2 separate regions of the Ovis aries genome follow, and region 2 is linked to region 1. Evidence: chromatin contacts called from public Hi-C data. All regions are on one chromosome and are shown on one strand. Each heading gives the region's core, a stretch centred on a gene start, on an enhancer-like site or on the middle of the called end of the contact. The rest is flanking DNA. Distances are from core to core; before and after follow the strand shown. Region 1 holds the start of ZNF200 (zinc finger protein 200). Region 2 holds the start of NAA60 (N-alpha-acetyltransferase 60, NatF catalytic subunit).

Region 1 (4,737 bases), core at 1,522-4,021:
GAAACTCCAGTACTTTGGCCACCTCATGCGAAGAGTTGACTCATTGGAAAAGACTCTGATGCTGGGAGGGATTGGGGGCAGGAGGAGAAGGGGACGACAGAGGATGAGATGGCTGGATGGCATCACCGACTCGATGGACGTGAGTCTGAGTGAACTCCGGGAGTTGGTGATGGACAGGGAGGCCTGGCGTGCTGGGATTCATGGGGTTGCAAAGAGTCGGACACAACTGAGCGACTGAACTGAACTGAACTGACATAAATATTTTAAATATTAAATATTTGTATTTGTAGGATGTAATTTTCCCTGTCAGGTGGTTTTTTTATATTGAGATATAATTCACAGCCCATAAAATGCACCCTTTTAAATACACAATTAATGGATTTTAGTATATCCACAATGTGTGCGTCAACACTAATTCCACAACATTTTCATCACCCCCCAAACAAGCCTTGCACCCATTAGCAATCACTGGTCTTTCCCCTCTACCTTCAGGCCCTGCCTACCACTAATCTATTTTTTATCTATACAGATTTGCCTGTTCTGCACATTTCACATAAGAATTACAATATATGGTCTTGTGTGACTGGTTTCTTTGGCTTAGCACAATGTGTCAAAAGTTCATTCATGTTGCAGCATGTATCACTGCTTTGTTCCTTTTTTAACTGTTAAATAACTCATTATATGGAGAAGGCAATGGCACCCCACTCCAGTACTCTTGCCTGGAGAATCCTATGGACGGAGGAGCCTGGTAGGCTGCAGTCCATGGGGTCGCTGAGTCAGACACTGAGCGACTTTACTTTCACTTTTTCACTTTCATGCACTGGAGAAGGAAATGGCAACCCACTCCAGTGTTCTTGCCTAGAGAATCCCAGGGATGGAGGAGCCTGACGGGCTGCCGTCTATGGGGTCGCACAGAGTCAAACACGACTGAAGCAACTTAGCAGTATATGGATATACATCTTAATCTGTTCCGCAGACAAGTGGGTTGTTTCTACTTTTTAGCCAGTATGAACAATGCCATTTGTGTATAGGTTTTCATTTCTCTTGGGTTTATACCTAGGAATGAAATTATTTGATCCTATAGTAATTCTTGATGGTTCTGAACTATTGTGTTGGAGAAGACGCTTGAGAGTCCCTTGGACTGCAAGGAGATCAAACCAGTCAATCCTAAAGGAAATCAGCCCTGAATATTCACTGGAAGGACTAATGCTGAAGATGAATCTCCAATAATTTGGTCACCTGATAAAAAAAACTGACTCATGAAAGAGACCCTGATGCTGGGAAAGATTGAGGGCAGGAGAAGGGGATAACAGAGGATAAGATGGTTGGATGACATTACTGACTGGATGGACATGAGTTTGAGCAAGCTTTGGGAGTTGATGATGGACAGGGAAGCCTGGCCATGCTGCAGTCCATGGGGTTGCACAGTCGGAAATGACTGAGCAACTGAACTGATAATAATTCTATGCTGATATTTTGAAAGACTGCCAAACTGTGGCTAAGCATCTTTTCTTTCTTTTTTTCACCACGCTGTCATGCATGCAATGTCTTAGTTCCCTGACCAGGAATCAAACCAATGGACGGCCAGGGAATTCCCACTAAACATCTTTCAAATGTCAATATCATTTAGCTTTCCTCCTGTATGGAATGGTTCCATGGCCTTTGCCTCAGTCTTCGGTCAGTTGGCAGGAGCTCTGTATGCTGGGAATGCCTTATTCTTTATTTGACTTATCTTGCACAATTACATTCCAGTCTACCGCTTGTTTGACTTGATCAATATTATTTTCTAAAGTTTCTTTTTTTCATACATTCTCACAAGTTTATATTCTACTTTAAGGCACCTCAGTTTCCTACTCTGCCTCAATATTAAACTTAGCGTTCTCGTAAATATTCTTTCATTGGCTACTAAATCCCAATTTGGCGGTATTTAAAGACAGGAGTCTTCCTTTTTTGCAGGAAGCACACACAACTTTTGCTAGTACCAAGCTTAAAAGCCACCCTTTCATACGGTCGACACATATATTCAGATCAATTTTAGCATTTATTGTTGTATTTATTCACTCGTAGTTCACACTATACAGCTTTGACTAAAGAAGGTTTTTGTTTGGTAATTTTGATGTCTGGAAAGACAGGTATTCTTTAACTTATTGCTATACAGTTTTTGTTTGCGATTTTTTGCCACACAGTTTTGACAATAGTCTCTTCAAAACACATTTTAGACCATGGCTGAATCACTCAGTTTCCGTTAAGAAAAGAGACTCGTTTATATTTTCAGTTTAGTCATCCTGACTGACAATGACTTACACAGAGAAATAAGGCAATCTCTGCTCTTGTGTGGCCCAAAATCTTGACCAATACCTCCCTGGCGAATGAATCGAGTATGTGAACAAGGCAGAAAGAAAAGATAAACGGAGAACGGAAGCGGAATGGACAGTTAGGATTCCTCAGAAAGTAAGATGGCCGGTCCAGACCGCAGTGTAGGGGAGCGTCGCCTGGCTCTGACCAACGGGCGGCCCCTACCGAAAGAGACGGCTGGAACAGAACCCTAGACCCGATAGAGGCCAAAACCCACCACCAACTCACCGCCACCTCAGTTTTTTGATAGACCCCAGGTGCTGCGGCGGAAACTGCGGCCGCCTCGCACAGACCTTCCGGTCCTCCCGCCAGCCCGCTTCCGGTCGAGCCCAGATCCTGCTCGGCCCCAACCGCTGAGCCTGACGATCTCCCATTGGCTGTGTGGCGCCGAACTACATTTCCCAGCAGCCCCTGTATTTGGCTCTTCTGTACTTGGAGTGGTGCCAACCAGGTTTGGCGGGCTGGAGCTAGCCTTTAGCTTTCCGTCTCCCAGGTACAGCCGCAGAGAAAGCGGATGCTGCCAACCTGGCCTCCCTGCGGTCCTGAAAGTCCTGCTGGTCGGCCTCGAGCCTCGCCTTCTGAAGCGCAGACTGCCCGCTCCAAGCGAGGAGACCAGGCTTCCGCGCCGGAAACGAGGCACCGGGCGTGACATCACGGCCGCCTAGACACCCGGTCTCCCAGAAGACACCGCGTCCCGGTCGTCCTCACCAACTAACCGCAGCTCACACAAATAATAGCTGGCTGCCAGTGAGGACACCCCGAAGGGCGAGGGTTGGGCTGGGCCTCTCGCGCCTAGTTTCCCAGTCCCTCCCTGAGTCTGGGTCCGGGGTTGTCCCCAGCGTGCGCCCAGGCACAGCAGAACCCCAAAAGGTGAGGGGCTCCGGGAGGGCGGGAACCAGACTGAGGCGGCCTCTAGGGAGCGAAACAGGGGCCATTGCTGGAGCGCACCCCAGGCAACCAGCTGGGCTTTGCGGTGAAGATGCTCCTTGGCCAGTGGGAGAGGCTGCAGAGTGGGCCTGGACCGGTGGGCCCTACCGGGATGCCCCCTGTTCCTCTTACAAGACTTTGAGGGCGGAAAAGAGTCGGCTGGCCACATGTAGACCCCTCATGCTGCCTTGCGGTTGCTCCTTGGGCCAACTGCCCCCTGAATGACATCCTAGGGACATGCGGTCCAAGGGCTACGGTGAGGCCAGGTTCAGTTGCCAAGCTGACCTCTAACCAGATGCCCTCGTTATTGAACCTCGGATTTCCTGTCTTTTGGCCCGTTGCTTTTTTTTTTTTTTTTCCCAGCGTGAGTGAAACCATTTTTCCTGGAGTTTGGAGTTTGAGCTTCGCATTATCATGAGGAAGACCCTTGGTCTTCTGCCGGTTGTCTTTGCTCCCTTCTGTTTGGCCCTTGAGGTTTAGACATCTTCCATTCGCAGGATATTCCTTTCAGGTCTTGCTGAGAGTATCAGGTGCAGGGGTCTTCCTTTCAGTCGTGAGTTCCCTACCCCAGCTTATCTTTCCTTACTGATTTAGATTTCACGTGGCCTCACCGCCCAAGAAACATTGGAGTAGAGGCATGCTCAGCCTGACCCATGGTTTCTCTCATCTATAGCTGACTGATAGGTTTTCTCCAGTAAGAGGTGGCTCTTGAAGCTCTGCAGAAACAAGTGTGGTGTGTGATTTCAAGGCACGATGGCTGCAAAAGTGGTCCCTATGCCCACCAAGCCAAAACGGTCCTTTATACTGAGAGTCCCTCCCAACTCCAAGCTGGGCCAAGACTTACTCCGAGATGCTACTAGTGGACCCAAGACCATCCACCAACTGGTTTTGGAGCACTTCCTCACCTTCTTGCCCAAGCCAAGCTTAGTCCAACCCAGTCAGAAAATCAAGGAGACCTTGGTTATTGTCAAGGATGTGAGCTCAAACCTTCAGAATAGAGGTAAGAAGCACATACTGTTTCACTAGAAGAAAGAGGGTGGTACTGGGGATTGAGCTAGGCTTCCATAGTAATAGGGAATTCAAGTTAGGAAGGTGGGTTTTGAAAAAAGGAGTTGATTCTGATAAGTCAACATGCCAGGAAGAGGGAGTATTTTTTTTTTCCCCAAGCTGGGTTTGAGTGATTTGCTAAGTGTGTTGTAAAGCCATAGAATAGACTAACTTTTTTTGTAGTGTCAATTTTACTCACGCATGCGGGAGGGGGAATCTTTTTTTTCTTTTGCCACAACATGCAGCATGTGGGATCTTAGTTCCTCAACGAGGGATCAAATCTGTGCCCCCTGCATTAGAAAGGTGGAGTCTTATACACTGAACGGCCAGGGAAGCCTGGGGAGTATGTTTTTAGGATAAAGAAATGTATATGAATTATTGAATTGACTTCAGCTTATGTGGAATCTT
Region 2 (4,737 bases), core at 892-3,391, 180 kb before region 1:
TAAATTATGCAGCCACTACGGAGAACAATATGGAGGCTCCTTAGAAAACTAAAAATAGAGTTGTCATATGACCCAGCAATCCTAGTCTTGGGCATATATTACCAAAGGAGAAAGGGAGTGGTGGAGGAATAATTTAAGAGTCTGGGATTAGCAAATACAAACTACTATATATAAAGTAAATAAACAATAAGGTCCTACTGTATACGACTGGGGAATATATTCAATATTCTGTAATAAACCACAATGAAAAGAGAAAAATCCATAAAATAGATTTACATGGGCAAACAATCTCCCTAGGGAATTTCTGGTGATCTAGTGACTGGGACTTGGTGATTTCTCTGGGTTCAGTCCTTGGTCTGGGAACTAGGATTCCACAAGCTGGGCGGCATGGCCAAAAAACAACTATCACCACCACAACAAAAGAGCAACAAAGAAGCCCCCACAACTCTCTGGATACACGTAAGTCTAAAGAAGCAAAGACTTTATCACATTTGTATTGGAAAATAAGTGAAAGGGGAAAATTTGCATGGATCAAAGATAGTTCAACCAGGAATCAAGTAAGTTGCTTCCAAAAAAAAATTCCTTTGGCTGGAAAATGATGCAAGTGTATAGTTGGATGACAAAGGATGATACTGATTTCTGCAATTAAAATTGAGACAGAGTCACTTAGCCTGGACTAAGAGGGTCAGGACAGTATATTGGGAGGATCTGATTCTCCATTTTTCTGTCAGTGTACCCTGAGACTGGGCTTACCCACCAGAATCACAGAAGAGTGAGGTTTAAACCAAATTCTGGCTTACTTTCTGATAGTTAAGAGTCACTGGACTGCTCCTATTCCTGCTCCAGACACCTCTTCTCTTAGTGTTCCTGGGAAACTAAATCGATAACCAGAAACTTGGTAAGCAGGTTATAAGAGGAAGGGAAACAGTCTTTAAAAAAAAAAAAAAAAATTAACCTGGGGCCCTGGCTTTGGGAGTGTGGAGTCTTAACCACTGGACCACCAGGGAAGTCCCTCAATACATTTTTAATTATGTTGGCATTTTATGTACAACTTGGTATCACATTTTTAAACTTACATTGGAAACATTTCCCCATGTTATCAAAAACTTCTATATAGCATCTTAATTGGCTGCAATGTTTCCTCCTGCAAAAGAGGAAAAATACTTAGAAAATAGGTCATTTCCAATTTTTCTCTACTGTAATTCTTCATGTCTTCCCATCCATTTCCATTCATCTTTTTCCATTTTCAACATATCTCCATGGCACTTACTGCCAGCTGTCTCCAATATCTGCTTCCTCCTTCTCTGTCACTGTAATAGCACTTGTGCTTTTTAGCTGGGTGTGGGCTGCTCTGTACTACTAGCTTACTTGCCTCCTTTGAGCTAGGTGTGGTTATGTGACCTCTTGACTAAGATCTAGAGACTGGAATGTGAACAGAAGAGGTAGGTGCATTCTCCCAAGAAAATATATTGAGACGTACTCAGAATTTTCTATGAAGATAATATCATCCGTGTTTTTGCAAACACATTTGTAAACTGAAAACTTCTTTGAAACTGCCCTCTGAAGAGAGATATTCTGAGATCTTCTGATATTTTTTCACCTGGAGAAGGCAAAGCTGTATTGATATACAGGCCAAAAGGTCACAAGCAATTAGTGCAGAGCTGCGGAAGGAGCTCAAATTTCTAATACCACACCCCTACACTACGGCACCCAGTGCCAGTAAAGAGGATATATGCGGTAATGGGGCAGATCGACTGTGAAGTTATTAGGTGGCCTACAATGTCCACTGAAGCAATCGGATGGCTCTACTGCCGCTTGAGACCCGTTGTGGCTCTGAGCTCAATCTGGGACGGTTGGGCTGCATTCCCCGGGCACAATGCCCCTAGAATACTTTGGACATATCAGCAATCCCGCCTATGCCGACCTGAACTCTGCCCACGCAGATGATACCCTATTTACATTCCACCGCCTCGCAGTCCACCCAAGACACAGGTCAAGACTAGAACCCATACTCCTGGCCACTCAGAGACCTCACCCCGGCTCGACCGAAGTTTAGGACCCATGGGACAATGCCTGCCGAACCCACATTTCAGAGCCGATTCTCCTCATCTGCTTGCTCTCCTTCTTCCTTGAAACATTACGCCCCTCCCTCCGTGGTCAAGCTAACGTTCCACTTCCTCAAGTCGGCGGGTAGGGAGCTCACAGAGGAGACCCAGGTAGCGGAACCGGAAATGCTTGGGAAAACCGAGGGAAAACTATATCTCCCAGAATGCCCGGTGAGCCTCAGATCTTCTGTTAAGGCGCCCGATTGGTCGATATTCAAAAGGGACTAGCCCCTCTGAGATCACGCTAGCCAATCACAGGGCAGAGCTGCGGAAAAGCACGAGGATGGACCGCGTCTCGCGGATTTCTCGGCGGGTCTAGCGTAAGGGAGCGTAGGAGCTTAGTTGTGCCTCGGCTGCCCGTCTCCAGTTTCAGCTGCGTGTTGCTATTGTTGCTTTTGCAGGCTTTCTGAGATTTTTAGTCTCGGAGCCCTAGGTGGGGCCCGACCAGGCCGGGAGTCTGCCTTTCCGAAGCTGAGCCCGGAAGAGGAGTTATCGCCTAAGGTCTTAAAGGATTCAGGGAAGCGAAGGGGGTGCGTGGAGGAGTTCGACAGCCGAATTGGCCCCTCCAAGGACTGTTCTCCGGAGAAGGCAATGGCAACACACTCCAGTACTCTTGCCTGGAAAATCGCATGGATGGAGGAGCCTGGAAGGCTGCAGTCCATGGGGTCGCTGAGGGTCGGACACAACTGAGCGACTTCACTTTCACTTTTCACTTTCATGCATTGGAGAAGGAAATGGCAACCCACTCCAGTGTTCTTGCCTGGAGAATCCCAGGGACGGGGGAGCCTGGTGGGCTGCCGTCTATGGGGTCGCACAGAGTCGGACACGACTGAAGCGACTTAGCAGCAGCAGCAGAACTATTCTCTCCCCTCCCTTATCTGCCCTGAGGTCCCTGTGGCGACTGAAAGAATGCACTACCACCACCCCACCCACCCCCCAAGATGGCATCCACACTCCCTACAACCATGGCCCAGATGAGACCAGGTCCCTTCTCTTGGTCCAAGGTCCGGTCGCTCCTTTCTGGCCTCCGCCTGGCCTCTTGTAGAAGAGGGTTAGGCTCCTGATCCCCGTGAGCGCTTTTACCAAGCTGTCTTTGTTCCTACCTAAGACAGAAGAAATGGCTAATCAGAACCGGCCTTTTAGAACCTCCAACTGGGAACAGGGCGCATAGGAGACTACGTAAGAGTACCTCAGAGTATTTCTGAAATGCTGCTCAAACTTAAACAGTTTTCTAAGCTTTATTCCACACCTGTTGAATGAACAGAAACCCCAGGTGGTTCTTAATCACACTAGAATTCTATAGGATTTATAGAACTGGTGAATTTAGCGAAGGAGAAATAGGCCTGGATGTGACTGCGCTTAACAATTAGTGTCAGGAGGAAGAAGGAGAGGGAAAGATAACTGGGAGAATCCTAGACCTCGTGTTCGCTTTGTGATTCTTCCTGGGCTGCTCACTCATCTCCTTTCTCTTAGAGCAAGAGTCCCCAACTTCCAGAATTTAATGTCTAATGCCTGATGATCTGAGGTGGAGCTGATGTAATAATAGGTGTAGAGTGCACAATAAATGTAATGTGCTTGAATTATCCCCAAACCCACCACCTCCCCATCCCCCCACCTCTGGCTGTGGAAAAGCTGTCTCCCACGTAACCAGTCCCTGGTGCCAAAAAGAATGGGTAGCGCTGCCTTAGAGCAACCCTACTTAACTCCCTTGCTGAGAGTTGTTCCCTCTATTCTCTTCTAACAGACTCTTCCAGAACTTCTCAGGGTTTACTGTTTTGGTCCTTACACTACTGCCTCCAAAATTACATCTATTTTTACTCCCTCCTTCCTAAATCCTACCTCCAGCCCTCAGAACCCACTCATAACCCCACCCCAGCGGTCAGGTACCTTTTCCAACAAGCTCTTGCCTCTGATATTTCTAGCTTTTCTCAGCATTCCCAGACTGAGTAAGGTAGTAGCTTTCTGGCTTGGCCTGAGATGGGCTGTCCTGTTGTTTCAGGGACCAGTGTTGTTTGAGGACCTGGCTGTCTGTTTTTCTCAAGAGGAGTGTGTGAGTCTGCACCCTGCCCAGAGGTCCCTCAGCAGAGAAGCGACACAGGAGTGTTTTGAGGACAAGGCCTTGATTAGTAACACAATTGTTTCCTGTGTTTTGGAACTTTCTAGGATTCAGTTTAGTTGAGTTCAGTCGCTCAGTCGTGTCCGACTCTTCGACCCCATGAATCACAGCACGCCAGGCCTCCCTGTCCATCACCAACTCCCGGAGTTCACTCAGACTCACGTCCATCGAGTCGGTGATGCCATCCAGCCATCTCATCCTCTGTTGTCCCCTTCTCCTCCTGCCCCCAATCCCTCCCAGCATCAGAGTCTTTTCCAATGAATCAACTCTTCGCATGAGGTGGCCAAAGTACTGGAGTTTCAGCTTTAGCATCATTCCTTCCAAAGAAATCCCAGGGCTGATCTCCTTCAGAATGCACTGGTTGGATCTCCTTGCAGTCCAAGGAACTCTCAAGAGTCTTCTCCAACACCACAGTTCAAAAGCATCAATTCTTCGGCGCTCAGCCGCCTTCACAGTCCAACTCTCACATCCATACGTGACTACTGGAAAAACCATAGCCTTGACTAGATGGACCTT

The links. A called contact is a pair of places that touch in the nucleus more often than the background predicts.
Region 2: a contact with region 1 is called in a Hi-C map of muscle, with 3 times the contacts expected there. The contact joins the promoter of NAA60 here to the promoter of ZNF200 in region 1. A contact is called at or near these places in 3 of 16 Hi-C or Micro-C datasets (hypothalamus, liver and muscle).

Annotation. Positions count from the first base shown.
Region 1 is chr24:3,222,039-3,226,775 of ARS-UI_Ramb_v3.0, reverse strand. ZNF200 (zinc finger protein 200) reads left to right here and starts at 2,771. Exons shown (of 5, transcript XM_004020732.6): 1 at 2,771-3,225; 2 at 3,956-4,282. The coding sequence starts at 4,036.
Region 2 is chr24:3,406,227-3,410,963 of ARS-UI_Ramb_v3.0, reverse strand. NAA60 (N-alpha-acetyltransferase 60, NatF catalytic subunit) reads right to left here and starts at 2,141. Exons shown (of 8, transcript XM_012104033.5): 1 at 2,036-2,141; 2 at 1,077-1,144. ZNF597 (zinc finger protein 597) reads left to right here. Exons shown (of 7, transcript XM_042240667.1): 5 at 2,507-2,693; 6 at 3,850-4,231.